Linked DNA regions of Sus scrofa: region 2 is linked to region 1. Evidence: chromatin contacts called from public Hi-C data. All regions are on one chromosome and are shown on one strand. The core of a region is the stretch at or near the end of the contact, and the rest is flanking DNA. Distances in the headings are between cores, read along the strand shown. Region 1 has its middle 24 kb from the start of CRNN. Region 2 has its middle 15 kb from the start of S100A11.

The links. Hi-C and Micro-C count contacts between places; a contact is called where the count stands out from the background.
Region 2: a Hi-C map of omental adipose tissue shows a contact between it and region 1, with 3 times the contacts expected there. The contact joins two enhancer-like sites. A contact is called at or near these places in 1 of 5 promoter capture datasets (liver), 27 of 47 Hi-C or Micro-C datasets (adipose tissue, alveolar macrophages, blood and 16 more) and 2 of 2 datasets of contacts at active chromatin or transcription factors (alveolar macrophages and skeletal muscle).

Annotation. Positions count from the first base shown.
Region 1 is chr4:96,905,613-96,912,441 of Sscrofa11.1, forward strand. No RefSeq gene overlaps it. Among named protein-coding and RNA genes, the nearest start is that of CRNN, 24 kb to the right of the region's middle. Within about 2 kb of position 3,214, at least 1 of the 83 cell types and tissues checked has an H3K27ac peak or open chromatin away from gene starts, as enhancers often do. A contact at or near this core is called in omental adipose tissue, where this site is marked.
Region 2 is chr4:97,215,727-97,222,555 of Sscrofa11.1, forward strand. No RefSeq gene overlaps it. Among named protein-coding and RNA genes, the nearest start is that of S100A11, 15 kb to the right of the region's middle. Within about 2 kb of position 3,220, at least 29 of the 83 cell types and tissues checked have an H3K27ac peak or open chromatin away from gene starts, as enhancers often do. A contact at or near this core is called in omental adipose tissue, where this site is marked.

The DNA of each region.
Region 1 (6,829 bases), core at 1,964-4,463:
TGAGTCCGAAAAAGACAAGAATAATGGTATTAAGCTCGAAAAATATAACTGAGCTAAAAGGATCAAACTACCTCCGAGTAACTGTGTCCCGAACAAGCTCGAGAATATTTATAGAAGCAAAGGTCTATACAGCCTCCAACAATTCGTCATGTCTAGCAGCCATCAAAAATGACTAGGCATGCAAAGCAGGAAAATATGATATAAAATGAAAATAAAAATCAATTGATACTATTCAGAATGGTGAGAGATGATAGAAGAGGGGGATGGGCACTCGAAAAGTTAATATAATTGTAAGTCTGTTCAAAACGTTAGCAGAAAGATTAAGTAGGGATAGGAAAGACATGAGATTAACAGATACAAACCACTCTACATAAAATAGGTAGGCAACAAGGATGTACTGCATAGCACAGGGAATTACATCCAATAGCTTGTAACACCCAATAGCTTATATTCCATTATAGAATGGAATGGAATGTGCAAACATCTGAATCACCGTGCTATACACCTGAACATGCACCAGACTGTATATCAGCATACTGCAATCCAAAAAAAGACCCAAATCAAATTTCCTGAAATAAAAAGCTAGTCTGAGAAGGAAAAAAATAAAACTGGATGTGACATATTAAATACGGCAGATGTGAGGATGGGTAAAGGTAAAACCAAAGCCATAGAAGCTACCCAAACAGAACTGTGGAAACAAGAACGAAAGGGCAGGTAAAGTCGGCCGTGGGACAACTTCATGCAGCCTAACACACAAATAATGAGAGGCCACCAGAGACTGCAGTGAGGTAGGGGGAAAATGCTGAAGCAATAACAGCCAAAATTTTTCCAAGTTTGATTAAAAAAAAAAAAAAAGTACACTGAAGAATCTCAATGAACCCCAAGCACAAGAACCACCAAGAGAATGACCCCAAGGCACATCATAACCAAATTGCTTCAAACCAGTGTTGGAGAAGGAGGAGAAAAAAAGCAGAAAAAAAAAGCAGCCAGAGGAGGGTGGCAATACATTATTTGGAGAGGAAGGAAGAGAAGAGTGACAGCAGGTTTCTTGTCAGAAATAAGCCAAGCCACAAGGCAATGGAACAAGGTCTTTAAATTACTAAAAGAATAACTTTAAACCTAGAACTGTAAACCTAGTTTTTAAAAAATCTTTCAAAAATGAAGACGAATTAAGGGATTTTTAAGACATCCAACGGCTGAAAGAATCCATCACCAACAAACCTAAAGTACAAGAAACGATGGAGGGAGCCCTGCCGGCAGCCACAAGTGATGTGGAGGGCGTCCCAGCTGCACAGAGGGCGGGAGAGCACTGCAGTGGGGATCATAAGTGTAAATTAAAAGTGCCTTTTATTATTTAAATGTCTTTTAAGTGATACAGTGGAAGACTGAATCTCTAAAAACATATCTCAATGGCTGCTCAAAGTACCCAGGAGCTGGGAGGCGGTGCCCTCCAGCCGGGAGGCAGCACCCTCAGATCTTGGCCAGCAGGGGGCGCTGTGGACTTTGGAAAGGACGCTGCCACCCCAACTAGCCTGCCCTTCCCCAGACAAACTCCCCAAGCCAGGTAGGGCTAGCCAACAGCATCAGAGGTGGGATTCCTCAAGGATAAATTATAAAGCCCGAATGAATGGGTCCTGATCCACTTTCATAAGAAGGTGGCTTCATGTGAGCAGCGACCTCTCTGGGCCTCATCAGCTCCCTCATTTGTAAAGTGAAGGGTGAAACCAGGTGAGGTATAAAGACCCTCCATTTCCCACGCTCTGTCATTCCTGGGTGAGGCAGCTGGGCCCCTCTGCTTCTGGCCCAAGTGGAGCCTCCAGTGGTACAGAGAGGTGAAGCCTTCCTCCCTCAGGAAGGGTTAAAGAGAGAAGGCTTTGAGAAGTCAGAACCTGAAGAGCAAGCTCAGGTATCCCCTGTGCCTGTCAGCCACCGCCACTTCCCACGTGCAACCACCAGGCAAAGCACTTTATATAATTCTTGCATTTAAATCAACGTTCCAAGCCCCAAAGCAAGGGAGATAGAAATAATTATCCCAATTTTACAGATGAAGAAACTGAGACCTCAAGATGTTAAGAAACTCGCTTCAAGTCGAACAGCTCATAAGAGGTGGGGCTGGCATTTGCGCCCAAGGCCATGCCCCGACGTGCTCCCCTGCAGGCCACCTTGGGCTTTTTGCCCTGAGCCTCCTGAGAAATGCCTCTGTCTGCAGTTTGTTCTTCGGAAGCAGACTCTAACCTGGAAGGACTCTTGTGGTCCTCTGTGCCCCCCTCATTTGGCGCAGGAAGAAACTAATTCAAAAGGGTTTTGTATGTATTCATTTATATTTTTTAAATTGCAATATAGTTGTAAAATGACATATGTTACAGGTGTACACTACAACGATTTGCAATTTTTAAAGGTTATATTCCTTTTACCATTATTATAAAATATTGGCTGTGTTCCCCGGGTTGTACAGTATACCCTTGTAGCTTATTTTATACCTAGTGGTTTGTACCCTCAACAGGGTTTTTTAATGTTTAGAACCTCTTAGACCTGACCAGTTCTTTTCCTATAAAAGTTCCCTTGAATAAGAATGTGGCTTCATGATAGTTCTTACTCTGTATACTGGGAGAGAACCTCAGAGTTTACATATAATTGCCTGAGTGCTCAAGTCTTCACAACAAATGTAAATGTTCATAATAAAAAATGAATTTTAAAAAAATACCCATTTTACAGCTGTGAATATTTCAGCACAGTTTAGGTAACTTGATCACAATCACACAACCGAGAGTCAGCTAAAACTATCTGTAACCTTAATCCCCCAATTCCAACCTCATAATTTTCTATGACACCTCGTTTTTTCTAAGTTGCTCTTTACCTCCAAAACCTGTGATACACCATAGGGGTGTGTGTGTGTGTGTGTGTGTGTGTGTGTGTGTGTGTGTGTGTGATGTTTATGTCTCAAGTGACAAGAATACATTTAGCTCAGAATAAAACCAGCTGGATTGGCGCAGTGACAAATGGCACCATCTGCAAGAAGGACGCTTCCTTTCCTGCTGAAACCAACTCCCAGAGCCTAAGGTTTTCCGGGGTCCTTTGCTGCCTCCCCCCACTCCCCACCCCCGGTCTGAGGTGGGCCCCTTTCTCTGTGCCTGCCTGGCCAAGCAGGGCTCTGCTCTGGGTACCAGGTCGTCCATTCCACCTCCCCAGAGCAGATCCCACCCAGCGGCAGCCTTCTCTGGAAGCCGGGAGGGGCCGGGGAGCAGCAGGGGGCCCCCTGCACACCCCTCATCCTTAATGAAGGAAAGATACAATCACCTGTCAGCCGCCTGGACCTAATTAACACCTGCTTAGTTTCGCTTGCTGATTCAGGGCACTCCTCCCAAGTGAGGCTCCTTTGGGAAAGTCTGTCACACCTTGCTAGAGGTGGGACATGGGATTAAGGTCAGTGCAGGGACAGGGGGCCTCCTGTTGGAATTCTTCTAGCATTTTCGCACCAGAACAAGAACAGGCCAGCCTCTAACTGAACAGCCCTGTTTTGAAACCCTGCCCTCCCACGCCCTGCCCAGACCAAGGGACTGCCCGCCCGGCTCACTCAGCCCTCAGGGTCTCCTATGCAAAGGTTTCTCCAAACCCCTCTCACATGAGTATCCATTCCTTCTCCCCAGTCAGAAGAATCTCCAAAACTTGAAACAGGGCGGGGAGGTCTGGCTCAGAGCCCAGTACCCAAATCTGGAACCTTCTCTACTTGAACTCAGCCCCTCAGGTCATGGCTCCACTTTCACAATCCCATACCCGTTCTCATCTCCTCCCTGAATTCACACCCTTTGGAATGACACCAGAATTCATCTGAATTATTTGAATAAGGAATAGGCAGGTAAATAAACACGATCATTACAGAGTGTGATAAGCACAAAGACGACAACAAATAGGATAATGAGTCTGATGAGTCGAGACTGGCTGCAGGGGCTGGGGTGGTGCCACTCGAGCTACAGGAGACCCAGAAACGCCACTTCCCATGCACACACTGTAGCCTGGCACATACCATCTCTCCACCCTCAGCCACTCCCCGCCACCCACCTCCAGCATCTGTGACTTCCCTCCATAGTTCTTCAAACTCTTTGATATGGTTTATTTACTGTGTTGCCTGGTGTGAGTCTAACCAACTTTAATGTCAACTCCATGACGGTATGGATTTTGTATGTTTTGTTCATCCCTCCCTCCCGGAACAGGTTTGACACACAGAAAGTAGGTAACAAACAGTCATTGAATAAGTTAAAATGGCCTCCATTTCTCCTTGGCAAGAACATGAGCCGACCATCCAGAAGGAGTCGGCTTTCCAGATCCTCAGCCAGACTTCTCAGAGAAGTCTTGGGCAGGGTCACCTCTCTGATCTTCCAGAACCAAGAGGAAGGGTACAGCTCCTCTACTGTAGGCCACGCAGCAGGAGCGGATGCCCAGAATGCAGGACCCACGCTTCTGAAAAAGAGTCTACTCTCATTTTGCTTGTTTCTTCCCTTTCTTTTACATTGATCTCTCCACTGAATTACCAAACACATTCTGAAGCTGTGCCCACCTGTCTCAGTCTCCTTGTCCACTGTTTAATCTAAGCCACTCTGGTCTCTGCCTGGACCACTGCAGTAGCCTCCCAGCGGGGCTCTACTCCTCCTCTGAGCCCTCCCAGTTCAAGCTCATGCAGCCTCCAGAGTTCTCATTTTAAAACATGAAATAACAGTATCTTCTCCAAGTTCCCAGTGTGGCTCAGCAGAAATGAATCTGAGTACCATCTATGAGGACGCAGGTTCAATCCCTGGGCTCGCTCAGTGGGTTAAGGATCCAGTGTTGCCATGAGTTGTGGTATAGGTCACAGATGTGGCTCGAATCCAGCATTGCTGTGGCTGTGGTGTAGGCTGGTGGCTGCAGCTCTGATTAGACCCCTAGCCTGGGAACCTCCACATGCCAAGCGTGCGGCCCTAAAAAAAAAAAAAAAAAAAAAAAAAAGAGTCTCTTCTCTCTGCTTAAAACCCTTCAGTGGTTTTTCTTGGCTCTAAAGATAAAATCCAAACTCCCTGAACCTTACCCCCTTCCTCCCCGGCCCTCACTTTCTACACTCAGACCCCGTTAGCCTCTTCTCTCTCTCTCTCTCTCTCTCTCTCTTTTTTTTTTTTTTTTTGGTTGTTTTTTATTACTCAAATGAATTTATCACATCTGTAGTTGTATAATGATCATAACAATCCAATTTCAAAGGATTTCCATCCCACAGCCCAGCCTCTTCTCTCTTTTTAAATACAGATCTTCTTTGACTTGTAGTAGAGGTGTCCATTGTAAGTGGCCACTGAGTCCAAAGAAAGACTCATGGTGAGTTGAAAACATCATAAGTTGAAAAATGCATTTAATACACCGAATCTGCCGAGAATCATGGCTGAGCTTAGACTACACTAAATGTGCTCAGAGCATGTATATGAGCCTGCAGTTGGGTAAAATCATCTCACACAAAGTCTAGATCATAATAAAGTACTGCATATCTCACATAAGGTATTGAATGCGGCACTGAAGTGAGAATTGGAGTGGTGTGTGGGTACAGAATGGCTGTGAGGGTGTCACCTGTTTACCCTTGTGATCGTTGACAGAGCTGCGGCTCCCCAGTATCACGGGAGACTCATACCACATATGGCAAGTCTGGGAAAAGATGGAAATTCAAATTTCAAGCTATGGTTTCTACCAAATGCTTATCTTTTTCACAGCATTACAAAGTTGAAAAATCGTAAGTTGAGGAGTGCCTGTCGTGGCTCAGCGGAAATGAATCTGACTAGCATCCATGAAGACGCAGGATTGATCCCAGGCCTCGCTCCGTGGGTTAAGGATCCAGCGTTGCCGTGAGCTGTGGTGTAGACTGGTGGCTACAGCTCCAATTCGACCCCTAGCCTGGGAACCTCCATATGGCAGTTACGGCCCTAAAAAGACAAAAGAAAAAAAAAAAAAAGAAAAATCAAAAGTCAAAACTTTGTAAGTCAGGGACCATCTCTACGTGGAGTTTTTCCCATTTGTTTTGAGGTTTCCCTCTTCCCATGATGCACTTTCTCATCTTTCAGCCTCTGCACAAATGTTACCTTCTTGGGAAGGCCTTAGGGGCCTGGCCACCTGAAAGAGGGTCCCTTCAGATACAGCTGCTCTGTCTCACACCATCACGTTTACTTCCTTCCCAATCCTACATCCTCTGTAACTATCTTGTGTGTGTGTGGATTGTCTGCCTCTCTCACGAGTGGAAGCTCCATCAGGGCCGAGCTCATTGTCTCTTCAATTCATCTCCCTTCTCTGGATGCCTCACAAGTGATTGGTGCTCAATGAATATTCTTTTGAAAGAATGGGTGCAGGGGCCTCTGCTTCTTCACAGCTCATCGACATTTATCCATTGGCTCCGGCGGCGACCTTTCCATCCTTCTTGGCCCCTTACAGGCCTTTGCCACTTTTGACATCCCCTCAAGGGGAGGCACCTTCTCCCACACAAGGCTGATGGCTCCATGTCCTTGTGAGCCTCCGTGACTTGGCTTTTCCCTTTGACCAATACGCTCCTCCAACTCTTCAGTGTCAGGGAACCCCTCATCCATCCTTCAACGTGAAGTTCAAACGTGATTCTTTGAGGTGTTTGCAGATCCCTGACATCTCACCTCTACCTTTAGGTGCCAGTAGATGACATCATTAATAGAACACTTATCATGCTGTGCTTCGTTGTTGTTGTTGTTATTGCTATTTTATGCTTCCGCCTCCTGGTGGACCGTGGCATCTTCTTGAAGAGAGGGGTCTGTCTTATTCACCACTTTATTCCCAAGACTTCTCAGAGCACATGACC
Region 2 (6,829 bases), core at 1,970-4,469, 310 kb after region 1:
GGCTGTGGTGTAGGCTGGCAGCTGCAGCCCCAATTTGACCCCTAACCTGGGAACTTCCATATGCCTCAGGTACAGCCATAAAAAAATTTTTTCAAGTTATTTTTTGGACGTCTTCATGTATGATATTGATTTGTATTTGTTTGTTTTAGCTTTTCTTGAACACAGTTGAGAATTTAGAATTTTTTGTTTCCTTCACTTCACGGCAAAGAGAAGAAAACTGGTAAAAGAACACATCTCACAACTGTCAGAAGAATAAAAAGATAAATGAAGAGACCCATAGCAAGCTCTTTAAGGACATAGTGAAGGTGATCATGTAAGTGAAATCTCATGCTTTGACTTTTCAGGTGACCAGATCGTAGGTGAATTTACTCATACTCAGGGACTAATACACAGGACAGTAGCTGTAGTTTCACTAATGACCAGGGTTGATTCTGCCGCTCCAGCTGGCTAACTGGATGCTGCCTGCCTTCCTCACACGTCGGTATGTGTCTGTCTGTCCCAAAGCTGAATGCTTGGCAGAGGAAGATGGCATTCCCTGATAGAGAAAGCTATTATTCCACAGAAGGAATACACATAACTGTGCTGCCCTCCAAATAAGCTTGCAAGAATCAGTAAGTGAATTATATATTTCTAAAGACAAAAAGAAATATGGGCTTCTTATCCAGATAGTGATTTAGCAGGAACTATGTCACACAATAATATGCATAAACCCAAATCATCCCATTTTGCTAAAAAGACATGTGACATTCATTCATCTTATAATAGTTATGCACTAAAACTTACTTGATATATTTTCCATATCAATGCTGAAGACAGGTGTGTTTAAGAAGGCAACTGGGAAGACACAGTTGATGTAGAAATAAAAACATCCATTGGATTGATCATTTGGTGATTATAAATCTAAAAGCGAAAACGTTTTGCAATTATGGAACAAAGATCACACACATATCTATGCCTATATGTGTGTGAATGTATGTGTACATCAAAAAGCCACACACCGGGAGTTCCCATTGTGGAGCAGCGGAAACAAATCTGACTAGGAACCATGAGGTTTCGGGTTTGATCCCTGGCCTTGCTCAGTGGGTTAAGGCTCTGGCGTTGCCATGAGCGTGGTGTAGGTCACAGACTGGGCTCAGATCTGGCATTGCTGTGGCCGGCGGCTACAGCTCTGATTAGACCCCCTGGCCTGGGACTTCTATATGCTGCGGGTGTGGCCCTAAAAAGACAAAAGACAAAAAAAAAAAAAAAAGCCACACACCAAAAATAAGTAAATATATGTGTATGTATCTTCAAATCCAAGAAAATATGAAATAAATATTTGAGTTTGTTGGAGTTCCCACTATGGCTCAGTGGAAGCGAATCTGACTAGTATTCATGCGGACACAGATTCCATCCCTGGCCCCGCTCAGTGGGTTAAGGATCCGGCGAAGCCATGAGCTGTAGTGCAGTAGGTCGCATTGCTGCATTGCTGTGGCTGTGGCTTGGATTCGACCCCTAGCCTGGGAACCTCCATATGCTGTGGGTGGGGCCCTAAAAAGAGAAAAAAAAAAGAGACAAAAAATATTTTTAAAAATTTGAGTCTGCTATCTTACCGTAATTTTTAATAAAGTTTTATTTACTACTTCCTTATTTTTCTATAAATTATAAAAGGATTCAAAAGATAGATAGACAGACAGACAAACAAAAAGAGTGCACTGGACCCAGATGGTAAATGGTGATGATTCTTTTTCCTAGTATACCAAGGATTTAAGGCCTCAGGTGATACCTGTAATTTGACAACTTCTAGTTGAAACCTGTAATGAATTAGGTGTGTCCATGATATGAAATAGGTGTGTCTGCCCCCATTCCCACCACAAGCCCTGCAACCCATAGCAACTCCAGCCCCAGCAGCCGTGCCCACAGCTGGAGTCACAAGGACACCCCCTTTTGGGATTGTGGAAAATGAGGGTGGGTGGAGAGCATTTCTCTCTGGCAGCAACTTCTAAGGCAGGGCTTTCCGGCATTTTTAAAGCCCCCCAAATATGTGTGACAATGGGTGGTGCTGCCATCTCTAAATTATTAGAGTTCTGGCTGGCAATGTGTCCAAAGTTAGGAGATCAAGTGGAGCCTAACAGAGCCGGACGACCCCCCCCAGGCCTGGGACCATTGAGCTCATAGCGGCTCCACTCAGGGACCCACCCCACCCACAAGCTCCGCAGAGAGATAAAGACAGCTGCAACTCTGGCATTACGTGTCTCTGAGTCACTTCCTGGGTAGTGGTTCTGAGCCTCAACGCTGCTGCAGGCCCTAAATCCTGCATGAGCAAATGTCCTTTTTTCTACTTGGCCCATCAAAACTACTACAGTTTCCTGTCCACAGCTAGATTTCTTACTGACCAGCTTGGCTTGGCAGGGGGGAGAGAGCAGCGGGCCTTGCTCCCTAGGAGGCCACCTAGAGACAGGGTTTGTCTCTTCCGATGTGTGGGACCAGAACAGGAGACCCAGCAGGCACTCGGCCCTGCTTGTGCCTGACACCCCCTTCTCTTCCCACACACTCACTCTGTGCCTTGCAGAACTGAACTGGCACAGGATAGGTGCTCAATAAGTATTTATTGACTAAATTATCTTCCCATCTCCACATCGTGAGCCTGTTTAACATGCTTTCTTTTGTGTTTTAAATTGGCCGCTTAAAAATTGAAACAGCCAGAGTTCCCGTCGTGGCACAGTGGTTAACAAATCTGACTAGAAACCATGAGGTTGTGGGTTCAATCCCTGGCCTTGCTCAGTGGGTTGAGGATCCGGCGTTGCCCTGAGCTGTGGTGTAGGTCGAAGATGTGGCTCGGATCCCGCGTTGCTGTGGCTGTGACATAGGCCAGCAGCTGTAGCTCCGATTAGACCCTTAGCCTGGGAACCTCCATATGCCACGGAAGTGGCCCTAGAAAAGGCAAAAAGACAAAAAAAAAAAACAAAAAAAATTCAAACTGCCTTGCACTAGAAGAGGATTTTTTTTTTCCCCTGCATCCTTTAAAGAGCACCCACCAAACCACAAGGAGGAGCCACCCTCTGGATTGTAACTGGGAAATCACAGACTTTTCTGGCAGCAGGGGTTTGACTGAGAAACAGGTAATTCCTGTTCTTGGAGCTGACTGGTTTTTTTGCTTTGGCTCCAGATCAAGGGATGACTAAGCAACAGAGGGGGATTTTGCCAAGTGCCAAGAAGCTCAAAATAGAGCAAAGGGAGCTCTACAGGCTGGGCTGGAAATGAGGAAAGGGTGGCTAAAGGAAGCCAGGCAGAACAATTCCCAGCAGGCTACAGAAAAGGCTCACGTCTAGGATAAAACACAAGAATGTACCACAGGAATTCCCATCGTGGCACGGCGGAAATGAATCTGACTAGCTTCAGTAAGGACGCAGGTTCAATCCCTGACCTCACTCAGTGGGTTAAGGATCCAGCGTTGCCATGAGCTGTGGTGTAGGTTGCAGGTGCAGCTTAGATCTGATGTTGCTGTGGCTGTGTTGTAGGCAGGCAGCTGTAGCTCCAATTAAAAAAAAAAAAAAAATGCACAGCAGCATTTAACTCCTTTGTATCCATTTGATGTTTTAGGCCTGAGCAGACTTGCTGATTCACAGACCTAAGAAATAACTTGTTTCCCTATCAAAAGCTAGGAACACTTGAAAAACAATTTTGCAACATCAGTCAAAAATTTAAATGCTCATATCAGGGAAACCATTGATTTCTACTCCCAATAGTTTCTCCTCAGATATGCCTATATGAGTACATGATTTCTGGAACATTTCTGGGGGGGAGGGGGAATGAAGCTATCTAATTGTCTTTCTAAAAGCCCACTCTTAGACCTTTGATATTGTATCTGTGTTATAGAATGCTATGTAGCAATTAAGAAGAAAAAGGCTGGGAGTTCCCTTCCTGCCTCAGTGGTTAACCAATCCGACTAGGAACCATGAGGTAGCGGGTTCGGATCCCTGGCCTCACTCAGCGGGTTAACGATCCAGTGTTGCCGTGAGCTGAGATGTAGGTCGCAGACGCGGCTTGGATCCGGCATTGCTGTGACTCTGGCGAGGCCGGCAGCTACAGCTCTGATTAGACCCCCAGCCTGGGAACCTCCACATTCGCGGGTAGGGCCCTAAAAAGACAAAAAGACAAAAAAAAAAAAAAGAAGAAGAAGATAAAGGCTGAAATATATGCACTGACTGAAAACATGTGCAAAACAGATCATGTTTTAAAACAAAGTAAGTGGTGAAAGAGTGTATACAGCGTGACTCCATACATGTAATTACATGTAAAAACAAAGTAATTACTGAAAACACCTCAGGAAACTGAATATAGAGGGTAGCGGGTCTAGGAGGAATGAGAAGCTTTTGCCTTTCACTCTAAAGCCTTCTGCATTATCGGAATTTGTAACAGAAGCCTGTATTTCTTTTTCTAATAATAACGAGTTTAAAGAGAAAAATTTAAATGCATATATACAGACATATTATGATATCTAAGAAAAATACTTTATTATAAAGTATTGAAGTACTTGCTCTGACAGGTCTGATCATAGAGAGGAAGAACAGAAGGTCTGAAATTTATTATCACAGGAGAAAAACCTAAGATACGCAGTCGCTATATGCATTCGCTCTTTCATTTAAACATCTGTTCATTTCTACACTGAAAGTCAAATCTGCACTATGTGTTAATCTAAAAAAAAAAAAAAAAATTGGAGTTCCCATTATGGCTCAGTGGTTAACTGACCCGACTAGAATCCTTGAGGACATGCATTCAATCCCTGGCCTTGCTCAGTGGGTTAAGGATCTGGCGTTGCCATGAGCTGTGGTGTAGGTCACAGATGCAGCTCAGATCCCACATTGCTGTGGCTGTGGTGCAGGCTGGCAGCTCCAGCTCTGATTTCACCCCTAGCCATATGCTGTGTGTGCAGCCCTAAAAAGACAACAGACTAAAAAATAAATAAAATAATAAAAAAATGAAGACATGGCCTCCATCTTCAAGGAGCTTATCGTCTCAAGAGGAAGAGCTGTACATATAGAAATAACTGCCTGCAGCAGCCAAGGACATCCATACAGGGTACTGGAGACAGTGGTCAGCTCTCCTGGATGGGGAGAGGGTGGGAGAGGCTGGCAGGAACACCTTCAGAAAGAAAGGGCTGCTCTGCTGAGTTTTAGGATGAGCAAGTATTTTCAGTAAAGCCAGGAGACCTAGTTCTAAGCCTGCCTCTGTCCTCACCAATTCTTGCAACCCCCTGGGCTTTAGTTTCTTTATCGCTAATGGAATCAGCTCTAAGATTCCAACCCATAGAAAAATCATTCATTCACCCAACAAATACTTACTGAGTATCTCAGTGGTCCAAGAAACAGAAGCCTTGACATAATAAAAACCCAGGGGGACCAGAGTCATAAGGATGTCTAGTCTTGTAATTCAGGAGTAACCAAAGTTACCTCCACATTTGATCAGTGAAGGAGAGAGAGGAGAGAGTCTCTGGAATCTGGAATCTCTTCCTGCCAAAGGCTTGGGTGTTCTACATACACCCATGTTGCCAGGTTGCAGGGCAAAGGATGTGCAAAGAATAGAAATCCAATTCCAGGAACAGGCCACTTTAGCCGATACCACAAAATGCCCTCAACAGAGAAGATAAACCTCCTGTGTTTCAGCAGTAGTCAAGTCTGCAACTGCAAATTAGTTGGTGAAGATAGAGCTTTGAAGTCTAACTTCCTTCACAAAGTTAAGAGCGCCAGGAAGGGACCCATATGGATCCCATGACGGGGGCAACAAGGCGAAAAGGAAGTATACTCTCTTTAACTTGTTCTGAAGGTCCTCTCTTTTGCTTGAGGTCTCTTAAGGAAAAAGGTAATGGATGTTAGTCATGATTACTGCCCTTGGATCCTGAACATCCAAATGACAGCCAGACATCTTCCTCTGCAACTTCTCCAAGGAGATGTGTAGAAAAAATCACTGTTATTATAAAACTTGAACCCCAAAATTCATTTAGAAATCCCAGATAGTGAATAAGTTGATCTAAACAATGAAATTCCTTGTAGACATTAAGTCTTTCCTCACTTTAGGCCTTGTCCTTGATGTCTAACCAATCCAAAGACAAAAAGAGTAAAACATCAGAGAAAGCACTGAGGAAACACAATTATTTCTACAGTGCGCCCTGTTTCCATTACCTATTGCAGACAACAAACCACCCCCAAAACTTAGTGGCTTATAAAACAGCTCTCCTCTGCTTCACACAATATCAGCTGGGCCAGTCTGACTGAGGCTGGAGGATCCACTTCCAAGACAGCTCCCTCACGTGGCTGGCTATTTGTTGTTGGCTATTGGTTCCTCTGCACATGGGTCTGTCCAAAGGCAGCTTGGGCTTCCTCACAGCAGGATGTGGGTTCCTTGTGTGAGCATCCCAAGAGAGAAGCAGGTAAACTCCTTGTCCCCTTTTAATATCAAGTCTCAGAAATCAGACAGCGTCACTTCCAAAGTAGTCACCACAGGCCCACCTGGATTCAAGGGGAGGAAAAATAGATCCCAACCTCTTGATGGGAGAAGCGTGAGGGTCACATGGTAGGAAGAGCTTGTGGGAGGGCAGATGCTGTGATGGCCATTTTTGGAAAATACAAGCTCCCAGTCCAGCTCCCAAAACCCTTCCATCCCCAAACAATTTGTCTGAGCTAACTGAGGTGATTCTATGCCTTTGGCCTAAACCATTTGGGGCAATGAGATTTAAGAGAGGCCTGGTCAGGGTTTCTGGAAAAGAAAAGCAAGTCTCTCCCTCGAGTGTGAATAAGCAACTACATGCCCTGGATGTGCCGCCTGTGATTATAAGGCGAATGTGGATCAT